4 separate regions of the Mus musculus genome follow, and all the other regions are linked to region 2. Evidence: chromatin contacts called from public HiChIP or PLAC-seq and promoter capture Hi-C data. All regions are on one chromosome and are shown on one strand. Each heading gives the region's core, a stretch centred on a gene start, on an enhancer-like site or on the middle of the called end of the contact. The rest is flanking DNA. Distances are from core to core; before and after follow the strand shown. Region 1 holds the start of Gpsm1 (G-protein signalling modulator 1 (AGS3-like, C. elegans)). Region 2 holds the start of Snhg7 (small nucleolar RNA host gene 7). Region 3 holds the start of Qsox2 (quiescin Q6 sulfhydryl oxidase 2). Region 4 holds the start of Rexo4 (REX4, 3'-5' exonuclease).

The links. Promoter capture Hi-C pulls out the DNA fragments that hold promoters and counts their contacts. HiChIP or PLAC-seq counts read pairs in DNA pulled down with a chosen protein or histone mark. Capture Hi-C pulls out chosen DNA fragments and counts their contacts.
Region 1: a promoter capture Hi-C map of liver shows a contact between it and region 2, with 4 times the contacts expected there. The contact joins the promoter of Gpsm1 here to the promoter of Snhg7 in region 2. A contact is called at or near these places in 10 of 39 promoter capture datasets (the 3T3-L1 cell line, the C10 cell line, cranial neural crest and 5 more), 1 of 15 datasets of contacts at CTCF or cohesin (the NIH/3T3 cell line), 6 of 484 Hi-C or Micro-C datasets (B cells, the N1E-115 cell line, double positive thymocytes and 3 more), 5 of 115 datasets of contacts at active chromatin or transcription factors (T-cell acute lymphoblastic leukemia, bone marrow-derived macrophages, double positive thymocytes and 2 more) and 3 of 9 other capture datasets (adipose tissue, embryonic stem cells and liver).
Region 3: a promoter capture Hi-C map of neural stem cells shows a contact between it and region 2. The contact joins the promoter of Qsox2 here to the promoter of Snhg7 in region 2. A contact is called at or near these places in 3 of 39 promoter capture datasets (liver, neural stem cells and pre-B cells), 1 of 115 datasets of contacts at active chromatin or transcription factors (bone marrow-derived macrophages) and 3 of 9 other capture datasets (adipose tissue, liver and macrophages).
Region 4: an H3K27ac HiChIP or PLAC-seq map of epiblast stem cells shows a contact between it and region 2. The contact joins the promoter of Rexo4 here to the promoter of Snhg7 in region 2. A contact is called at or near these places in 2 of 39 promoter capture datasets (embryonic stem cells and neural stem cells), 1 of 15 datasets of contacts at CTCF or cohesin (embryonic stem cells), 5 of 484 Hi-C or Micro-C datasets (CD8 T cells, bone marrow-derived macrophages, cortical neurons and 2 more), 25 of 115 datasets of contacts at active chromatin or transcription factors (the SCID.adh cell line, T-cell acute lymphoblastic leukemia, astrocytes and 15 more) and 4 of 9 other capture datasets (adipose tissue, embryonic stem cells, liver and 1 more).

What each region holds. Positions count from the first base shown.
Region 1 is chr2:26,313,516-26,318,657 of GRCm38.p6, reverse strand. Gpsm1 (G-protein signalling modulator 1 (AGS3-like, C. elegans)) reads right to left here and starts at 3,125. Exons shown (of 14, transcript NM_153410.5): 1 at 2,938-3,125. The coding sequence starts at 3,005. Gm52505 (a long non-coding RNA gene) reads left to right here. Exons shown (of 2, transcript XR_003953775.1): 2 at 2,232-3,309.
Region 2 is chr2:26,636,724-26,642,355 of GRCm38.p6, reverse strand. It overlaps Snhg7 (small nucleolar RNA host gene 7), which reads left to right and starts at 2,112. Exons shown (of 4, transcript NR_024068.2): 1 at 2,112-2,298; 2 at 2,885-2,926; 3 at 4,261-4,315; 4 at 4,723-5,180. Snora17 (small nucleolar RNA, H/ACA box 17) reads left to right here and starts at 3,035; the gene lies at 3,035-3,166. It overlaps Snora43 (small nucleolar RNA, H/ACA box 43), which reads left to right and starts at 4,371; the gene lies at 4,371-4,509. It overlaps Snhg7os (a long non-coding RNA gene), which reads right to left and starts at 235. Exons shown (of 4, transcript XR_003953776.1): 1 at 1-235.
Region 3 is chr2:26,235,470-26,241,264 of GRCm38.p6, reverse strand. It overlaps Qsox2 (quiescin Q6 sulfhydryl oxidase 2), which reads left to right and starts at 3,866. Exons shown (of 12, transcript NM_001302956.1): 1 at 3,866-4,222. The coding sequence starts at 3,913.
Region 4 is chr2:26,960,368-26,965,838 of GRCm38.p6, reverse strand. It overlaps Rexo4 (REX4, 3'-5' exonuclease), which reads left to right and starts at 1,453. Exons shown (of 8, transcript NM_207234.2): 1 at 1,453-1,787; 2 at 3,116-3,456; 3 at 5,099-5,236; 4 at 5,422-5,471. The coding sequence starts at 1,521.

The sequences.
Region 1 (5,142 bases), core at 1,876-4,375, 320 kb after region 2:
CAGACAAGTTCCTGGATCCTCTGTTCCCACCTCTGCAGGCCTAGAAGGTGCTGTCCACCTGTCACCTGTCAAGGTGATCACACACCCAGGGGTGCCACCATTTGAACAAACAGATGCTGGGTTATCTCAGACCTCTGAAAGGCCTGTTCACTCCAAGGGTTGCCTGAAATTCTACTCTTGAGGCTCAAAATCAAAGTCACCTGGGGTCTAGAGCTTAGTGTCTCCCACTGTCCATGCCACTCCAATTCTGGGAGTGAGCAACTCTTGTCTGGCATTGGCTTCTGGCCAGACAGACCTACAGATGAACAGACAAACAGTGATCCTTCACCTCCCCAAAGAGGAGGGCACTGCCCACTCAGCTGACCCATCTCTACACTGCGGTCCTGACCCCAAGCCATGTCACCTCTGGAGCCACTTTCAAAGGATCACAGCTCTGTGCCACTCCCCTTACAGATGCCAAGAACACAAGAACCAAGACCCAGGCACTGTCTGCCACATCTCAGTCACTGTAGCAGCAGCTGACTCCACACTCTGCTCGTGGCCTCCTGATCTCATCTGTGTGTCCCCTTAAGTCTCCTGGTGTCCTCTAGTATCCACAACGAGCTGTCTAGCTACCTGAATCTCTGCCTGCCCCCTTCTCTGCAGAGCAGACACCTGGGACTGATCCCTGGCCCAAAGCTTGAGAGACCCTTGCTCACAGCTCCGCACTGCCCAGCATCTCACAGAAGGAAGTTACGCTGACTTTCCCTCAGCAGCCAGGGAAGGGGTGAGAGGGAGTAAGGGGCAGTAGAAGCTGCGAAGGGAAGAGATATCTTAGCTTCAGGAAAGGACCTAAAGGTCAGGGTTGCAGGGCTACCTGGGGAATTGTGCTGTCTGGGACAGCGCTGAGGAGAGAACACAGAAAGAGATACTAAAGTAGGGGACCAGCATTGTATGGCCATGTGGCCACAGAGGCCTTGCCATGCCCGGGCACCAGTAGCCCCTACCCTAGGTGCACCTTTTGTAAGGCCACTCCAATGTGGGCTCCCCTGCTAACCCTCCCTTCCCAGCTTCACTCAAGCCTTAGCCTCTTCCTCGTGGGGCTGGGAGTCCAGAAGAGGACATATAAGGACTTCCTGGCTACTTGTCTCTGGGACCCTCTAGCCCAACCCCCTGTTCTGGCCTCAGTGCCAGTGTACCAGAGATTCTCAACAGAGACCCTCTCCATTCTGCCCCACCCCTCTCAGTGTTCCTGCCTCCCTGAGCCAGCCCCTCGCTACACTCCATGAGGAGCTGGCCATTCAGGGACATTATCTGTGGCTCTTCTCAGCTCTTCAGCCCCATTTTATAAGTATCAAACCCTCTCAGTCAGATACCAGTAAGAATGGGGATGCTCGTGGGACAGTGGATGATTCAGAGAGTGTCTCCCACCAAGACATCCCATATCAGCCCAGGGAAGCCTGGCTGTGACACAACAGGTGGAGGCCAAACAGCTCACGGGCCTCCTGGAAGGCTCAGTGGGAAGGCTCTTGGCTGCACAGCTTAAATCTGGTCCCAGCTCAACCCTCTGAGCTCAGCTTGGGTTTCAGCTTGGAGGGATGCCAAGCTGAGCACAGGGCCTCAACCAGTATCCTGAATACTGTTCCTAACCAGTGAGAGCTACACAGGGGCTAGGGTTCTACCTAGTGAGTCACCTCAAGGGGGAACTGGGAGCAACTGACACAGCTTTGAGACCTGTGCTCTGAATGTCCACCTCCCTCTCTTACATGCGAGCACTCGCACACACATACATACACACACGCACACGCACATGCACACACACGTTGCAGTCTGCCTAGTAGACACCTCCTTCTCACAGGGGTGGCTGGCCCTGAGTTAAATGTGACCCCACAGAGCCTCTGCTCCCAGGGGACTCCAAGAAGCTGCTAGCAAACCTCTTACCCTTGCACTAGAACTTGGAGGAGGGTGTGGGGCTCAGGCATGATCTTCAACACCACACAATGGGGACACTGTCTCTGAGCTGCAGCATTAGAACACTGTATTAGAACGGGACGGCAAGGATCTGTTCGCCAGGCACCAAGCCCTCATTTTGCTCTTTGGGGGTACTAGGCAGAGCTTGGCTAGCTGATGAACCACCCCACTTGAGTAGATTTCTTCAGGGTTGACCCCTAACAGGGAGACCCCAGATATGGGGAAGGGCTAGACGAGGTGGGGGCCAGAAGCTAACTGAAGGATGCTGGGCCTTCCTTTAGGTCTGATGACAGCCCCTGCCCAGAACTCAGGCCGGTCCAGCTCAACCTGAAGCCAGAGTGAACTGACAGCTCTGGTCCACTTCTGGGATCAGCATCTCACCGGAGAACACCCTCATCCATCAAAAGGGAGTCACCAGGGAGGCATGGAGCCAGGGGCAGGACTATCCTGTCATTCCCAGTGGGCGGGCACACAGCACAGACCGCTCGATCACCTGTGAACCTGCCTGGAAGGCAAATGCCTTTGTAGGGAAGCACACACCCACTTGCCTGGCTCAGGCCCAGCTCCTTCTGGCCTAGGGCTGGGGATAGCTAGTGAAGGCAGGGCCCCATCATGACAGCCTGGGTCGTGGCCATGCTACACCAACACCGGGTCACGGCAGTGTCAGGCTTGAGAAGAGAACTCCAGATAACGAAGACTGGCATCCATGCTACTCAGGGTCCCGCAGAGCCGGGTGGTGGAGTGCCCGCCCCGTAAGCCCTTTTGGCATCAGGACAGGGTTGCAGGCAGAACCCAGTCCCAACCCCTCTACCGCGAAACTGATCTTTGGGCCCTGGGCCCCGCGCCCCCACCGCTCCCTACGCAGATCCAGGGAGGCGCGTCCCCGGCCACGTTGCGCGTCGCCGCAGCAGCCTTTGTTCTGGGCCGGCAGCCTCCCGCCCGCGTCTGCCGCTCAGGTCCCCGTTCCCATCCCGGTCCTTGAACTACCTGGAGTAGAGGCGCCTGGAGGCCGGGCCCGGGAGCTCCTCGGCCACGGGCGGGGCCGGGCTCGCCATGAGTCGGGGACGCGCCGAGCAGGAGCACCGCCCCGCTCTGCGGCCGTCCGCCTGCCGATCTGCCCGCCTGTCCGCGCGTCCGTCCGCCTGTCCGCGCGTCCGCGGGAGACGCCGAGGAAGTGATGTGCTGGGGTGCCGCCGCCCCTCCCGCCAGAGCTGTGATGTCACCGCCGCCAGGCGGAGGGAGGGTGGGGAGGGGCAGGCGCCCACCGGCCACCACTGCGGCGGTCCCGCCTACCGTGGGGTGGGCGGGGCTCTGTCTTTGAGGTCCAGTGCAAGGAGAGTCCTGCTCTAGTGTGGACAATGCTGTGTTTCCTTTTCTTTGGGGGGGAAGCCCTGCTAAGCCTGGAGTTTAGTGCTTTTTCTTACACACACACACACACACACACACACACACACACACACACACACACACGAGAGTTTGCTGTCACACACACATCCTGTTCCTTTCCTGTCACCTCTTGTGGGGTACAGGCCATGCAGATGCTCCTGGGGCTAAGGAGAAAACAGGTCTTCCTAGATGGAGTCAGGGTGGGAGGATGCTGTCCAGCCCTAGGCAAGTCTCTACCTTCCTAGGGCTTTCACCACCAGATTTCATGTTGAATTTCATCTGTGAAATGCAAGCGTTTGGAAAACATACTGGAAGAACACCAGGAGCCCACGTGGGAGGCTGGCCGTTGCTCATTCATCTGCCTACCCTCCTCTGAGTTCTCCCAGGACCCTGAGGATCTGAACCTCGGAGTGATCTTTCTTCATCCAACTTGAGTAGCCTTGGAGCCTTCACCTCAGCCAACCCCCAGCCAGCCACAGGGCACCATCTGGACAGCCAGTTCCATTGGGACTCACCCAGGTCTCTGCTCTTCTCTCCAGGCCACTCTAAATCTTCTTGAAAACGTAGCTGTGACCCTCAGTGGAACAGGAACATGTCAGGGTGCAGACTATGGCAGTGTCCTTGGCAGTTTTTCTGCACCCCTGGACCCTGGTCTGAAGAGGGACACCATGCCAAGGTCACCCCAGACAGACCCTGCAGACGCAGCCCACAGTACAGTGGCTTCAGGCGGAGAAAAATGGCAACAAAAACAAACACAAGATAAAACTGGGCTGTTGGCCCTGAGCTAGTTTGTTTTCCTAGGAAGGAGCAGGAGCGAGCAATGAGAACCATCTGTGCCTGGGGCGAGGCGCAAGCTTGCTGCTGTCCCCACACCTCCCCCTAAGACCACAGGAGCCAGGGCTTGCTCTCTCTTGGCTAAGGCAGAGTGTGTGTTATGGCTGGCCAGGCACCACCCACGTTTGCTGAAGTCTCGGGCCTGGTCCCTAGCAGACCCTGGCTCTGGAATGCAGGCGCTTCCTGGTTGCCTTCAAAGGATACAACATACACATGGAGGCTGCTATGACCCACTTGGTGTCAGACTGGGCTTAGATTCCCAGGCCTTGGTTTTAGGAGGCCCTTAGAGACATACTGCAGCAATACAAGCCCCTGCGGGCCCCCAGCTTTGCCAAGGACCAAACCAATGAGCCCCATATGTGATGTTACAGGGTTCTGTTGTTAGGCCCACAACATTCTACTGGGGACAAATTTGCTTCTTCCTTGAGTCAGGAAGAGGGCCACAGGTTGCGAGTCAGCTCTGAAGCAAGCTGTCTGAGGATTCAGTTTCTGTGTTAGAAAGACATGAACTGCCGGGCATGGTGGTGCACGCCTTTAATCCCAGCACTTGGGAGGCAGAGGCAGGCAGATTTCTGAGTTCAAGGCCAGCCTTGTCTACAAAGTGAGTTCCAGGACAGCCAGGGCTATACAGAGAAACTCTGTCTTGAAAAACCAAAAAAAAAAAAAAAAGACACGAACTTCAAAACTATCTCTGTCCCTACTGCTTTCTCCAAGCTTCTGTTCTGTCACCCACAAAGGGTCTATGAGGATGAGGCCTGTGTCGTGCTTATGGTTCCTGGCATACAATGAGTACCTCTGGCATCAGAGGACTATTACAATTGTATTTGATCCTGGGGAACCCTACAGTCACTCCTGGCACACACTCTACCACACAGCCAGGGTAGCTTCTGCCATCACAGGCCTCTTTAGGTGGAATGTAGTAAGAGTAGGCATGGAGAAGCAGGCCCAACATTGGGGACACTTGTGGGAAAG
Region 2 (5,632 bases), core at 863-3,362:
AGGCCTGAGACACACCCAGTCCAAGGTCTGAGCTTGGAAGCCAGTTGCTACCCTCAGTCCTCCCTCCCCAGGGCCATCACCTCCTCAGGACTGGCAGGAGTCAGAGGAGGCATCGTGGCTCGAACCACAGAGAGCAGGCCCAGCCCTGCAGTGAGTGTGAAAAGATGCATGGCCTCAGCTCAGCTCTGTGCTTCTAGCCTAGCAGCTCCTTGTGCTGCTGCTGCTGCCGCCACTGCTGCCACTGCTGCCACTGCCGCTGCCTCTGCCAGTGCCGGTGCCAGTGCTGCTGCTGCTGCCACTGCTGCCACTGCCGCAGCTGCTACCTCTGCTGAAGCTGCTACCTCTGCTGCTGCTCCAACTTTCTGACATGCAGAATTGCTCTGGAAGCAGAATCCTGCCTTCCACTATCCACACCAAAATCATTGTCCACACCCCTCTGTCCAGGAGATTGCAGTTTTGTTTGGATCAATGTGAATAGAGGAGCTAATTTGTGCAATTAACCTCATGACTGCCTCTGGCACTCGTTCTCGCTCTCTGCTTCCTGACTGTAGGGTCTGTGTGGTCAGCTGCCTCCTAGCCCTACTGCCATGCCTGCTGCCTCATGACGGTACTGTATTCCCTTGAACTATAAGCCAAATATTTCTTCCTTCTTTAAGTTGCTTTGGTCAGGGATCGGGACTGTTCATCTCAATTTGCAATTTGATAAGATCTAAAATCACCCATGAGGTGAACCTCTGGGTGTACGGGAGGGCTTATCTTGATTAGGTTAATTGAGATGGAAAGACCAACTCCTTCTGTGTGGCACCATTCTCTGGCCTAGCTCGGATCCTGGAGTATAGAAGGGGTTATCTGAGGACCAGCATTCATCACTCTCTAATCCTTGACCTGCCATGTGGGCCAGTTGCTTCAAGCCTACTGCTGTTACTTCCCTGTCATGCTAAACTGCAACCTCAAACTGCAGCCCAAACACTTTCTGCTTAACCTGCTTCTGTCTTGGTATTTTATCACAGCTACAGAAAAGGAAATTAAGACAGATCACTAAGACAAAAAGTGACTGGTAACAAGTCGTGAGGCTAAGATAAGAGCCCGCTCCTTAGTGAACCAGGTTTGATTTCTAGCATCCACATGACGACTCAAAACCATCTGTAACTCCAGTTTCAAGGCTTTGGGCCACGCATAACAGTTCACCCCTCAAAATCTAGTTGTTAGAAGTTAGGGGCAGGAGGATCAGAAGTTCAACTTATCTTCAACTACATAGCAAGTTTGAAGCCTAGGCTATATGAGACATCGTATCAAAAAACAGGAAGGAGGAAGGGAGAGAGGGAGGTGGGAAGGCAGACAGGCAGGCAATATAAGGGTTCAAGAACTTGGGACTATTAACAAGTGTGGCTGGGCTGGCCCACCAGTAAAAGAAGAGTGCTCAATGGTGTGTCCCCAGGCCCACAATTCACCCCATCACCTGGGAGCCCTCATCAGTTTCAGGACTTAAAAGACAAATCTGTACTTGTGCGGGACACAACACAGCAAGTAGTCAGAGTGTATTATTTGTCTTCCAGCACTGTCCTGAAGCAGAGGACAGCCAACCTTCTAAAAGCTGCTGTGTGCCTCAGATCCACAGACAACCCCACAGGCGGGGCTAGTTAGAAACATCTGGAATCCATGAACTCCCTGGAGCTCCCTCCTGACTCATCCCCAAAGCGTCCTTGTAAAAGAGGAAACAACTGGTCACCTCCTTGCCTCCTAAATTCTGGTTCGTCAGAGCTGGCCTTTCCTCTTTGCGTGGAAGCTTTAGTATCACTAAGAACAGGGAGAGCAAGGCTGCCCCCACCAAAAACGAGGAGTTTCGTAAGAAGGCGCAGGACTTCATGGGTCGTTTGAAAAGTCCTGTGAGCTTGGTAACACTCGAAATAAGTCTCTGAGTTCTGCTTGGAAAGGCAGGATCTAGGATCAAGCAGTACAGAGTCCCATGAGCCTCTAACCGACTGGGCTATGAGAAGCGCCGGCGAGGAGCGAAGGAGCCACTAGAGGGCGCGGCACTCGGAGGACAGTGAAAGTCCCTCGCGGGCTGCCGTAGTCAGTACTATAAAGGACGTGGCGTGGAGATGCTCGGCCTCTCGGCAGCCATGGCGGCTCTATGTTTGTATCGCCATTGTTACCGTTGGGACGCCGCGGATGACCCTATATACCCTTGGCCGGCTACCGGGAAGACTGCGTCTCCTGACGATCGTAACGAAGATGTACCGTGCTTTCCTTCTGAGAGTTTAGTCGCCCTAATATGTGCAGCAGGCTAACCGCGTGGTAAGGGGAAGGGCGTTCACGATGTGCCCGAGGGCCGGGTGGACTGCCCCCAGAAGTCCCGAGAAGGAAAGCCGAGGCTCCTGTCTGGACTAGTACAACGCAGAAGCCCCTGGTTGGGGCTCCAGACCGGTCTCCCTTTCGTAGGGCTAAGGAGCACCAGGGAAAGACTCTGTCTATATTTGCTGCATGCTGAATACCAACTTGAGATAACTCAGATGTGAGACAGTACTCTGTCTAGTGTAATGCCGCTGAGTTGGAGAGAAAGAAAAAGGGGTTTTATTTGTAAAAAGCCTAGCCGGGCGTGGTGGCGCACGCCTTTAATCCCAGCACTCGGGAGGCAGAGACAGGCGGATTTCTGAGTTCGAGGCCAGCCTGGTCTACAAAGTGAGTTCCAGGACAGCCAAGGCTATACAGAGAAACCCTGTCTCGAAAAACCAAACCAAAAAAAAAAAAAAAAAAAAAAGCCTTAGCAAGGACAAGCCATGTGGACCCATTGGAATAGGAATAAAATACAAGTCTAGTGCAGTCCCCCAAAGTGATCCTGATAGGGTGTGTGCAGAATGCTTTCTTCCTTTCCTTTCCCTAGGAAGCTTGCCTGCCAGAAAGAAAGCGCCTGTTGGGCTATTAGGTGAGTTGGGCTATTAGGTGAGTTGGGCTATTAGGTGAGTTGACTCAAAGTTACTAAGATTCGCATTAACAGTCACGGTGTGGCACCCAGCACTTGCTTCATCGACACCCTGCTCCTAGAGGCGTTGCAGGTGTGGCTGCTGTGTCACATGTGCGTCAGTAGGTGGCAGAGAGAAAAGAGGCTATGTCTACGCTCAGTGTTCTGCCCTGTGAACGTCTGAATGATTTGTAGCCTGACAACACTCCTGAAAGCTGGAGGTGGGATTGTCCCTCCTAGTTTTTGACTGGCTTAGGTCATTTGATGGCTCTGCATAAACCAAATAGAGGGGCTGGTGTGTAAAGAGGAAGTTTACAGAGAAATTGATCTGTTGGAAATCATGAAACCAGGTCCTGGGACACAGCGTTGTGGCACATGTTTCTCTTATCCACCAGCTTGGGTCAAGAGACTGTCTCAAAAACAACAGTGGGTGGAAGCAAGGATGTATCTGTCTTAGTCAGGGGTTTTATTGCTATGAAACACCATTACCAAAGAGCAAGTTGGGGAGGAAAGGGGTTATTCCGCACACACTTACACTGCTGCTTGTTGCCAAAGGAAGTCAAGGCGGAGACCATGAAAGGGTGCTGAGTGCTCCGCCTGTACCTGCATGCCATAGGAGGCCATCAGAGCCTGTTCTAGATGGTGGGGAGCTGGGAATTGAACTCAGCCGTCAGTGCTCTTAACCACCGAGCCAGACTCCAACCCCAACCAAGAGGTTGGGTTTCTCTATGGCCTGGGATTAAAGGTGTGTTCCACCACCAGCCCAGAGATGGCACCATTCACAATGGGCTAGGCCTTCCCCACTGTTCACTAATTGAGAAAATGCCTAACAGTTGGATCTCATGGGGGCATTTCCTAATGACTAACTTGTATCAAGTTGGCACAAAACCAGCCATTACAACCTCAAAGCCTCTCTTTGGGGAGATGAGTGGAGCTTATTACCTAATGCTCCAGCTACCTTGATGTGAGATGGCTTTTCAAACTGGGTATCTACTGGTTGCTAGCTGGTACGGGCTGGAGTGGAGCTCAGTGGTGCTCACTTGGCTGCACACAGGCCTGAGTCTCCATCCCTAGCACCATGGGCAAGTGAAACTGATAAGGGGAAAAGACGAAGTGCCTGATGGTAGGTCCATGCAGCACCGAGATTTCAGAATGAGGAAGCATGGTGGAGCATACAGCTAACAGTGACAGGGGGTGTCATAAAGCATAAGGGTAAAGGGACTACTGCTTCGGGCCTCCAGAGGTCTGGGGGTGCGACACTTGTGGAAGGTCTACATTGATTGTTTTCTTTGGTACAGGAAAGTTGGTGACTAAAGTCTGCTTATGCCAAATGCCCAGCAATGTCCAGTTGAGGTAAGAGGTAGGCTGGAGCATGCTCAGATGGGATGTGAGTGGCTGCCCTAAAGATGCTGTCCTAGATCAGCACCACAGGCATGGCACAGCTGCTCAGCTGAGCCTGTGACATTGGGGCAAAGAGCAAGTGGCTGTTTCTACGCTCAGTGCTCAGAAGCCCGTGAGCACTAAGAATGGTTTGTAGCCTGACATTTTGCAGAGCCGTGGTGGGAAGGCACTGGGTTTTGCTTTGATGCTGTTGGCCAGACCCCAGTGTCAAACCTCTAGGGCTCACCAAAGGGTTGCATGGTCAGCATTTTAGGGAGATAGAACTTTGGAAGTGGAGGGAGATAGAAATTAAGTTTTCTAGGAGACATCCTGAGGGACTGGAAAAATACAAGAAACTCTCCATTCCTTTCATCTTCCAGATCCAGGAGCCAGGAAGAAGGGGGGCTACTTGGCCAACATGGCTGATCACGTGCCTGAGGTATGCCCTCTGACCTCACCAGGGTAACACAGAACCATCCATACAGGCCTTGGGCAGCTGGAAATTTACACTGGTAGCTCTCCCATGTCCTAAGTTAGGAACTGGATTTGGATTGGCTTGGGTTTGACTCTTATTTCCAAGACTGGTGAGGTAAACACTGGATGGAGGACCCTCTAAGGCTCAACCTCTCTATCTAATTGTATATGGCCTTAAGAGAGATAATTGAGTTGGGTGGTGATAACTGGTCACTTGAGTTCAAGGCCAGCCTGGTCTACAAAGCAAGTTCCAGGACAGCCAGGACTGGTACACAAAGAAACCCTGTCTTGAAAAACTAAAAAAAAAAAGGAGAGGGGAAAAAAGGCTGGATGCTGTGACACAAATAAACTTGTCAGTTCTTGAGGCTGGAATCTTTCTTTGCTGTCAGCACTCTCCCACCTTAGGCTAAATAGCCTACTGAGTTTCTTCTCATCTCCCCTGGAAAATAAAACATGCCAGACTAAGGTTTAAAGGGAGCTAAGCTTTCTGTATACTGTGGGCAAACATTTTCCCTAAGCTAAGCTTAGAAGGCTGGTCTGTGGGGGCGCCAGGTAAGGCACGAAGACAACACAATAGAAATGCTGGTCTGCTCAAGTGTCTGAAGCCCAGACTGGGGCTGCCACTGTGTGCCATCCAGGATATTGCTCAGTGGATCGAGCATGCTGCTGAGAGATGCACAAGAGTCCGTCCACAGGTTTAATCCCTGGGACAGTGTAGAATTTCTTATTTTAAAATGTATATATTATATGTAAATACGCTGTAGCTGTCTTCAGGCACTCCAGAAGAGGGAGTCAGATCTCATTACTGATGGTTGT
Region 3 (5,795 bases), core at 2,617-5,116, 400 kb after region 2:
TTATGGCCCCTGGGAAACCCAAATTTAACAACACAAGGAATGGGAAAACCCCCTGGGGCCAGGTCACCATATTTGTCCCGCCACTGCTGCCTGTTTTGGTGCTGGTTCCCAGGCCACTTATAATTCCTTTGTGCCCCTCTGTGAAGTAGGCTACCTTCCCAACAGCCCCTTGCAGACCCACAGTCTAACTTGCCTCAGGGGCATCCCAGCCTCTTAGCTCCAATGGACCGCTCAGTAAGCTAACACATGGCTCCAGGGATCTGCCAGCTAATAGCCTGCACCAAGTTTCCTGGCCCGCCCAGTGCACAGAAGAGATTTGGCTCAGTCAGGGAAAATGAAGTCTTTTGTGTATATAATCTCAAGACACATTTCTGACCTATGGCTTTCCTATTTCCTGCTCTCTTGTTCTGGAATAAATTAATCTAATTTTTAAAAACTTTTTTTTCCTTTTCTATTCGTTGATAACTCCATTGGATTTGTGGCTGAATGAGAGAAACTATGCATTTTATACACACATATTTGGCATGACAATAAATATCCCCCATTAAAACCTTGCAAAATTGCCTCAAGTTCCACAGCACACCTCCCTTGCCCCCGCCCAGTCTATTTCATGGGGATTGGTGCTGAAATGTGGGCACAGTAGGGCTACACACACAGTATAGCCAGGATTTCCCCCGACCCGCCTTCCCTGGCTACAGAGCAGGTGCAGCATGCGTTAGCCTTGGCACAGTGTCCTTGAAGGGAAGCTGGCGATGGGAAACTAATGAGAATCAGGCCAGGCTGTCTGAAGATGGGCTGCAGCTGCAGGAGCCAAGTTGTAAAATTGCTCTTGTGGGCGGAGAGAAAGTGTATCTGCAGAAAGTGCTGGACACGTTTTATTTGCCCATGTGTTCGAGCAGGGTGCTTTGGCATTCAAACACATTGATCGTAGTAAGGCTTCAGTCCCAGGTCCCTCCCTCCAAGGTCTCAGGCTGTACCTGCCCTGGTTCTGATTCCTCATAACTACTTGGACCAATAAATCTTGACATGAGCCTCGGGAGAAGTTATTATTTTTCATAGAAAATAGTTATTTCTCAGTTAAAGCACACTTTTGATTTTCCTGTGATCTGTCTCTGTCAGTGCTTTGCAAACCAGTCTCTTTAGACCATGCTTTCAGCTTTCCACATGCCAAACTGTCACATGAATTTCCCAAGTCCCTGGGGCCCCATGCTCTCCTGCTCTACCATGACAGCCACTCTCATAAAACATATACAAAGGCCACTGGGGCTCTTACAAATGGTTGGGAACCATAAACTCCCTGGAAAGTGTATTCTCATCTTGCCTGCTGTCTGAGCCCTGCCCCAGGACTGGCTGCATGGGCTGGGACTACAGTGGACTTGTCATCAGTGAGACATAGTTCAGCAGTAGACATAGCTCATGTAGTCCCCAGCAACCTGCAGAGTCTCCTCAACTTTCAAAGATCCCCATCCAGGTAACACCAGATCCTTGACTTTGCCACAGATAAGAATTTCAGGATGGGCCAGATGGTAGTGAAGTCAGAGTTCATTAGGAAGAAAGCAACAAAAACTTCAGCATAGTAGTTAATAGAGAGATGCTTAGGGAAAAAATAAGGCACACCCAATCCTGGGTGTTGACTTCTCAAAGGAGAGTCATATCTAAGTGGCTTTGAAATAGCCATGTATAGGATTTCAGAGGCTATCAGAGTTTTTTGCTCAACAGATATCTAAGGGACTCTCCCTTCCTCTTCCTCTTTTCCCCTTTCCAATAAGTGAGATTATAGGATGGTTCTGAAGCCATCTGGATGGAATTACAATCTGGTAAAATAAAACCTTGGGCCACAAGGAGTTTAAGGAACTACTTTTCCTGTAAATGAGTTCCTTGTGAAATTCCTAGAAACCTGCAGGTTTAGATCGAAAAGACACAAACATGGCTTGCTGCTACTTTAACATCCTTATTTTAAAATGTTGTCTCTGTGTCAGCAAATGTTAACTGCATTGGAATTCTTGACTATCAGCTAGAGACAAGCGTCAGCCAATCTCCAGACTCTCTCATATCCCCTGAAGTTTCCTTATCCATCCTGCCTCAGACTTTCTTGCCTTCTGTGTAGAGTTGGGACCTGAAGATCAAGCTCTCCCATCCCAGGCTGGCCTTGTCCAGATCCTTTCCACATACAAACTGAGGGTCAAGAAGCCAGTCCTGCTGGGCATGGTGGCACACGCCTTTAATCCCAGCACTCAGGAGGCAGAGGCAGGCGGATTTCTGAGTTCGAGGCCAGCCTGGTCTACAGAGTGAGTTCCAGGACAGCCAGGGTTACACAGAGAAACTCTGTCTCAAAATTTAAACAACGACGACGACGACGACGACAAAGAAGAAGAAGAAGAAGAAGAAGAAGAAGAAGAAGAAGAAGAAGAAGAAGAAGAAGAAGAAGAAGCCAGTCCTACTCTCATGACTGCCTCCCCCCACCCTACCCCCAGGCAGTTTCCCTACCAGTCTCTCTGGTCCCTTGTCCTGCTTATTCATCCTCTGGTGACCATTAAAAATCAAATAGCTTCTCTGTATTTGTCTCCCAACCATGTCTCCCTGTTGCAGGATATTTGATCACAATGTAAACCCCAAGACTGTGTTATTTACTGAGAATAAAACCGGTTTCTAGTTGTGGTGTGGCTCAGCCCTTAGCACACACCTTTAATCCATGAGCTTTCTGTTTATTGTAAACAGTATAGATTAGATATAGATATAGATATAGATATAGATATAGATATAGATATAGATAGGCTTTTCAAGACAGGGTTTCTCTGTATAGCCCTGGATGTCCTGGAACTCACTCTGTAGACCAGGCTGGCCTCGAACTCAGAAATCTGCCTGCCTCTGCCTCCCAAGTGGTGGGATTAAAGGTATGCGCCACCACGCCTGGTTTATTGTAAACAATATTAAATAGGTCAAGAGGAAGAACAAGAGACCAGTTGACAGGGAGTGAAGTAGGAAAAACCGTACAGTGAGAGATCAGGTAGACAAACAGGAAGTAGAAGAGATTACATATTCTCTCTAGTGTTTGGAGAAAGCAGAACATTAGCATAGGAAAGTAGACTGAGTGATTGGAGAAGCCAGACATGGTGGTGCACATGTGTAATCCCAGTCCAGGGAGGCAGGAGGACAGATTCAGGCACATAGTGAACTCCATGCCAGCCTTAGAACCCTGTCTAAAAAAGAAGAGTCAGGTCTACCTCTCCTTTCTACCATCTTAGCAGGAAGCCAGCCAACTTTACCAGGTGGTTCTACTGTATCATGTGGGTTATAAAAAGGTCAAGGGATCATCGTGGATGTTTGAAGTTGACAGGTAAAATCATAGGTTGCATGTAAAATCTAGGATTCATGCTACATAAGAAATACAGGCATATAGCAAATATTTTTTCGATCTGTTTTTGTCCTATTAAATCTGCATTTCAGACTGAAAATCTTGGCCTGGTGTTTACTCAACATTCAACATGGCACGGGCTATTTCCCCTTGCTAAATCTGGCTACTTAGGCCCAGGACTTTCACTAGGTGAAAATTGCTTGCGGGTTTTAAGATTTTTAAGAGTTTTTTTTAATTGGGATAGGGCCAATGACCAGAGGCAGGGGCGGGGCCAGGAGCACAGGGGCGGAGCAGACTTAAGGAATGAGGCGGGGCCTACATTCTGGGGCGGGAACAATGTTCGGGGGCGGAGCAAAAAAGCGAGCTGTGCGGGACCTGGAATGACCAGTGCTGGGGAGGGGGGTCAAATTACGAGGGCGGGGCGAGAACGAAGAGTAGTGCCTGGGAAGATTAGCGGATTCGGGGGCGGGGCTAGTGCCTAGGGCGGGACCGGCGCGCGCAAGCACGTGACGCCGGTTGCCAGGGTGAAAGGTCAACGCGCCGGCGGCACTCCCAACATGGCTGCCGCCCGGGCTGTGGCGCGGGATCCAGGAGCTTATGCGCGGCAGCCACCGTCTCTTCGAGCCGCGCGGCTGCCGCGGCTGCTCTTCCTGCTGGCGGTGGTGGCGGCAGTGGGGCCCCGGGAGGGCGGCGGGGCGCGGCTCTACCGCGAGGGCTCAGACGCCGTGTGGTTGCTGGACAGCGGCAGCGTGCGGTCGGCCACGGGCAACAGCTCAGCCGCGTGGCTGGTGCAGTTCCACTCGTCGTGGTGCGGCCACTGCATCGGCTACGCACCCACCTGGCGAGCGCTGGCGGCGGACGTGCGAGGTGAGGGCCCCGCGCGCCGGTGGACGTTCCTCCGACGCAACAGCTACGTGGGCGAAGCCCCACAGATGGGGCCGATGGCTTTCCTGAGGTCGCCAGCTCAGAACACCGACTTCAACATGTCCCCAACCACTTATCCTAGCCACTACCCGATCAGTTTGACTTTCCCCATACCCAGCAATTGCATTTCAGAGGCTACCCTCTCCACTCAGGAAGGTCCCCATTCCTGTCAAACCTCAGCCTCGTTTGCTAGGTAGCCGACCATATGGTGGGCATTGGGCTGAGAAACTTAGATACCCACTCTGGGGACTGCTCTGCAACAGCAGAAAGTTTACAAAGCGTCTTCTTGCTGGGCTTCTGGGTCACTAGCCATAGCTTTCAGGAAATCTTCCCATATATGTTTAGTTACTCACCTTTGTAGAACTCAGACCCCTTGGAGCAGCTCCTGTAAATGGAATTTAAGTGGCCTTCCCAGCACTGGCTTACATTTGGCTTCACTGGCTTACAACTGTTGAACTAACCTCTAATTACAGATCTCTCAGGGCAAGACAACAAATTGTTACTCTTTTTCCTGCACCTTTGGTTTTAGGTCTGATGTTGAACACTGCTGTGTTCTTCTTAAACAGATTTGCAAAGAAGCCCTTTTTCCAAGTACGCAATTGCAGATGACTATTTTAAAATGTTTACCCTCTCTTTCCTCATTGTTGGGGCACTTTGACTTATATTTTTTTATTTTTTTGAGACAGTTTCATGACGTTGTCCAGGCTGGCCTTGAATCCATTGACCTCTGCTTTGGTCCTTATGTAGAATCTAATGACATTGTTCTCTTGGGTCGTAAGTTTTCTTTTTCTTTCTTCTTAATACTTAATTTGTTTTGAATTACATGGGCGTGGGTGTGTGCAGGTGAGTGCAGTTTCCCTTGGAAGGCAGAGGTTTTGGATTCCCTGCAGCTGGAATCAGAGGTGGAGGGAGCTGGGAATGACACTCCAGACTGAAAGAGCAGTGTGTGGGGTTTTCTTTGTTTGCCTCTTTATTTATAGTTTTTCAAGCCAGGGATTCTCTGTGTAGTCTTGGCTGTCCTAGAACTCACTCTATAGACCAGGTTGGCCTTGAACTCAGAAAGATCCGCTTGCTTCTGCCTTCTGAGGGCTGGTATTAAAGGCGAGCACCCACAACACCCTGATGCAGTCTGTGCTTTTAAACTTTGAGCCATCTCAGTTTCCTTAAGTCCTTGACAAGCACTAGCCAAAAGTGAGACAAGACAGTGAAAAGACAGTTTATACACTGGTTTTTTGTGGGGGTTTTATTTTTATTTTTTGCCACTCAATAGAGGAGAGGATTTTCCATTTCTTAATGCTTGTTGGTGGACCTGCAGGTGACCCTGGCAAGACTTGTTGGCAGCTTTTTTGCTTATATCAGTTCTGGCTTTCAATCTGGTAGCTAACTTGTACAAGCCACATCACGTGTTATAAGCTGGCTCTTCTATTAACCAAACCAACAGAGAGTGCTGCAGTTGTCCCCGGAATTTGAAAGGAAGAACAGTTCCAAAAGTGCCACAGTAAAAATGCACAGCTAA
Region 4 (5,471 bases), core at 204-2,703, 320 kb before region 2:
GCACCCTGGACTCAAATAGTATGTAACCGCAAAGAGTGTTTTATTCTGCAGAAGTCCAGCATGCTGGGGTCTCCCATTGCTAAGATAGAGAGACCATCAAGTGAGCTTGAAGGCTCGATTTAAAGCGCACTGGATTTCTGGGGTAGATGGGCTTTATCTTATTCTATCTCTAGGCATTCCAGAACCATTATCTGAGTGAGTGCTGTTGTGATCATAAAAAGAGAAAGAGCTACTAAGATCTGTTCTGGCAGGGTGTGGGGGAAGGGTGTGCCTCAGTGGGCCCATGCCTCAGCATCCCTTCCCCCTGAGAGAGCAGCCACATGACGGTATAGTATAGAATAGAGTTTATTCGGGGCATGGGGAGGGGAGTTAAGAGGGTAGTAGAGACAAAGGCAGAGAGGGGAGGGGGAGGGGGAGGGGGAGGGGGAGGGGGAGGGGGAGGAGAGGATTGGAGGCTGGCCATGAGCATATGGAGAGAGGGGGTAAGGGAATGGGGAAAGGGGGGAACAAGGGGCCAAGAGGCAAAAGCGTGAGAGAGAAAGAGAGAGGGATGAGGGGGCAAGCAGCCCCTTTTATAGGGTCAGTCCTACCTAGCTGCTACCAGGTAACTGTGTGGAGGAGCATATCTGGCTGTTGCCAGGTTTCGGTGGGGGTGGAGTCCAGACAGAATACCAACAGGTGCGAAGGCTAGAGCCTGGATTTTTTTTTTTTTTTTCTACTAGTAATCGAGTTGCTTGGACTTGCCCATACCTTAGGCCTAGTCTCTTTAACTGCCAATTTGAAGTGTGTTGCGGAATCTGCCTAGCCTTCTCTGTGCTCAGAACTTGGTCTTGGGGGGTGCCGGGGAGGGGGTGTCCTGATTGGATATTTTTCCTAACAGCCACCACCAAGTCTCCCAAACCTTCTTACGTGGTCTGTTGGCTTTGCTGCTTATCTCTAGTCAGAGAAACCCGAGGGCAAACGATTCAACTGTGACCGCCCCATCTGTATTGCACTATCAGGATCAAGAATAGATTGCTGGTCATTAACACTGCGATTAAGAATGTATATGTATACGTATATAGTCACAATTAAATTTTGCTTTATCATTAATATCGGACACTGCTGGCGTGCCTTTGCAGTCAGTAAACCAGAGACGTGGGGAAGGCTTCGGTATTCGCAGTGTGTGGTTGTGCATAGGGCAACCTACACAAGACCCGCCTCCGCCTCTTCCGTACCCCCGTGAGTGCCACACCGAGAGTAGTCCCCCAGCCTTTTCCGGTGTCCCAGAGTCTCCTCATTTGCGGCCTTCCGGGACACCAGATCTTTGTGAAGGTCTGGGCTCCCTTCCGTCAAACTCTGGGTATCCAACCGCAGCGCTGCTAGCCAGGGCTGTCAGCCCCCAGTGCTAACTAGCGGGCTAGTCGCAGAGTCCGCATACGTGCGGAACCAAAGATGCAGTCTCGGTTTCTAGCAGGTCGCGAAGAGAACAGCAACCCGGGTTCCCGCATGCGCAGTGGAGCACGCTTGCACCCTGGGAAATGTGTGCTTGCGCGGTTGCTGGAGTCGCGGTCTCTTCCCTGGTGGTTCCGACTGCGGAGAGCGGGGAGATGAAGACGAAGGCCACCGCGCCGGTGCCCCAACCTGGGCCTATCAGGAAGCTCGCTAGGAAGAAAGCCAAGAAGAAGTTCAGGAAGAGCAAAGCTCTGGCAGGAAGTGGGGTTCCGGGAAGCCACCCGGCGGCTGTGGCAGGCCGACCGCCGAAGGCCCCCGAGAACTTTTCTCAAAATTGGAAGGCGTTGCAAGAGGTGAGACCGGCGACAGGCCACCTTCATCCCGAACTTTCTGTCAGGTAGCCACAGACTCCGAAGGAGGAAGGGATGTTGCCCTCTGCTTCATTCAAATTCTTTTTCTCAATTATGAATCACTTATCTAGGTTGCCACCCTGGCAACGTCTTAAACTATGTCCCAGAACTCTGGCCCAGTGGTTCTGGAACTATTGTAGCTCAGGGTATACCCACACTAGTGGTTGTCCTCCTACATTAGGTAGCCTCCCTAGTCCTGAGCCTCTATACCTACCCCCATTCATAAATTCTTCCATACTAGTTAGATGCTTTTTTTTGTTGTTTTTGTTTTTTCGAGACAGGGTTTCTCTGTGTAGCCCTGGCCGTCCTGGAACTCACTCTGTAGACCAGGCTGGCCTCGAACTCAGAAATCTGCCTGCCTCTGCCTCCCGAGTGCTGGGATTAAAGGCGTGCGCCACCACGCCCAGCTTAGTTAGATGCTTTTACTGCCCTTGTTTCTTAGACGGGGAAATTGTGACACATAACTTACAGGGTTTGAGTTGAAAGTAGGTCACATACGGTGTAAACAGCAGAACTGGGGTGCTGAATATGCCTTCACTGTCGACTTCTAGGGAGTCTTGAGGAGTGTATGTCATGGAGCCTCAGTAAGAAAGACAATAAGGAATTTCTTGGCCTCCATAACAACACTCCACCTTGTTCCTTAGTGTGGATCTTCCAACAGGACACCCAGGAGCAGCCAAACCCTGTGGACAGTCAGGGCTGTGTATGCTGGTTCTTGTTCTTTCTCCCAAGAAAGTAAAGTGTGCAGGGAGGACATGTTTACTAAAGGAAACTTGGATTTGGCTCTGGTTTCTACAAGAATCTAAATCCTTCAGGCCTTTTAAGTATTAGGGGAGTGAATAAGTAGAAACTCACTGCAACATCTCTCAGCTGGTTGCCATCTTGTTGTGGTCTTAACTGGAGATTTGAACACAAGGAAGAAATTGGTCTCCTGGACCTCTCCTCTACATGGATCAGCCCTATCTGGTTTCACAGGACTTCTTTCTTTCCATTGAACTCCCTTCCTCCAGGTCTTCCTTAGATTCTGAGCTGTAGCCGCCTCCAGAGATAACGGAAGTGATCACTGTGTCCCACAGTGTTGACCATGGAAGTCACTAAGTGAAACTCCAAATAAAGAAGTGAAAAGCACCATTAGTGGTGATGGGAAGTGCATGGATGATAGAATAGATGTACACACAAGTTTCTTGAACCTGTGGTATGTCAGTTCAAAATTAAATGTGGCTTTTAACAAAATAATAAATGTGGCTTATATTTAATTTTGATTCCATTAGCTACTGAAACAAAAGTCACAGGCCGCAGAAAAACCTCTTGTCTCTCAGATGGATGACAAAATGCACCCCCAAATAATCCAGCAGAACAGAAAAAAGGCCTCAGATAAATCAAAGGGAGACAAGCAGAGGACAGAAAAGGCCAAGAGCACTAGGGGTTCTGTTACATCTGCACCTACGGACAGGAAGATACTAGTACCTCCCACAGATACCTCTGGAACAGAGCAGAAGAAAGGAGCCAAGAAGAGGACATATAGTGACATCTCTTCTCATCAAGGGGCTCTCAAGCCTAAGTGGAAAGCTACGGAGGCAGCTGTTATCTTGAATCAGCCCACGCCCACTGAGTAAGTATCAACTCTGCTGTGGTGCCTGGAACATCCACAGAAACAGGTGATCCACTGTCTTCACCACCACCGTTCGGCCCTGGTACAGTCTTCTACCCAACCCTGTGATATTTGTTTGTTCGTCCCTTGTTTCTCCTAGAGTGTGGGCTGCTAAAGGCAGACCCTATTATACAGATAATACTGTGTCTTTGGGCCCCAGTGTAGAGCTTGGCACAAGGTAAGAGCCAACAAAAACTTTTTCATAGTGTGTGCTGGACCCAGAAGGACTCCTGTGAAACCCAGTCCTGCCTTTTTGCCAATTGATGGCTTTCTTGCATCCTTTTATCCTCAGTGTGGTCATCTGTACAGTTAGGGGGACTGAAGTGCACTATGTGTTGCTTAGTGTCTTTTGCCTGCTTAATGAGCACTGTGATAACACCTAGCCTGGATGGGATATGCTTATAAGGCAGGTTGGCTTCCTGCTGCCTAGGATTTTCCTGCCTTCCCTTAAACCTAAAGAAAACCTTGGTCTGGGATTATACAGTGGAGGGTGCGGGCAAAGGGGAAGGAGAACATTTCTTTGGGAACTGGTATGGGAAGTGTGTTTATGAGAGTTGTGTCAGATCAAGCTAAGTGAGCCCATGACAGGCTACAAGATTCAGCTGCTGAAGGGTAAAGGGACGTGAGTTTAACTGCTTCTGCTGAGTTATATAAGCAGGCTGGATTGGAGAGACTACAAGGCCCCTCCCTCCTAAGGCTGATATAAGCAGGAAAGACACACAGGCATTTTACTTTAGCATTTGTGTGTGTGGCAGGAGGTGTCAGGGTATCCTAGTGAAGAAAGCAAATGAGCAGGAAGCATGCGGCCCATCAGTTGAACCTTTTGAGTAAAGATACTGAATGTCTGGAATTCACCAGATAGCCATGAAGCACCCAGTATCAACTCTCTCATGCTTCCAAAGTGTGCACAGGGTACAAGGCACAGGTCCCTGTCTTTTTTTAAATTTTTAAATTTTTTTTGGTTTTCGAGACAGGGTTTCTCTGTGTAGCCTTGGCTGTCCTGGAACTCACTTTGTAGACCAGGCTGGCCTCGAACTCAGAAATCCGCCTGCCTCTGCCTCCCTAGTGCTGGAATTAAAGGCGTGTGCCTGGCTCACAGGTCCCTTTCTGCCATGCACTCCTCTGCTTGTGTTTCTTGACCAGTAGCAAACCTATTGTGTAATTGGAAAATGCCTGGTCATTATACTGAAGTAGGTTACATGCTTCTGTTTCACATTCTGTTTTATCTGTAGTTCTCCTAAGTCTTGGATAATAGATATATTTGCAAATTAAAAGAACAGTAGTGAGGGCTGGAAAGGTGGCTTAGGGGTTAAGAGTGCTGGCTGCTCCTCTAGAGACCTGAGTTAAGTCTCCAGTGCCAGAGATCCGATGATGCATGCCCTCTTCTGGCCATCAGGCGCCAGGCATGCAAGTGATAAATATAATGCATGGGTGCATGCAGGCAAAACAGGATACAAATAATAAAGGAATGTGTGAGAGCAGATTCAGCTGGACTGAGTGTGGAGTGTAGAGGGGGAGCCATCCTGCCAGAGGTCCTTTCGCGAAGCATCCATCTGTGTCCTGGGTCTTTTCACAGCCAGGCATTCTCATCTTTGTCTCATAGGGAAGACATCTGGTTTGATGATGTGGATCCAGATGATATTGAGGATGCCATAGGCCCAGAGGCAGCCATGCTGGTACGGAAGAGGCTGGGGCAGAAGAAGAGGACCATCTCCCTGGAGAAGGAACAAGCCTTTGGCGGGTAAGCTGAGCTCGGGCCATAGCTGCTGGCAATGTTACTCCTTCTGGGGCTGGGATCATGGGAGGAGGAGCAAGCACTGAGCCATGACTGCCCAGCAGTCATGGGGGTGCAGAATGAGGCTTGGCTCACTGGCCTAGAATCCCAGCCCGTGATATCTATTACACTGGGGCCTTTGGTTCCCCTAGCTTGACAAAAGCCTTGGCCCTGGATTGTGAGATGGTAGGCGTGGGTCCCA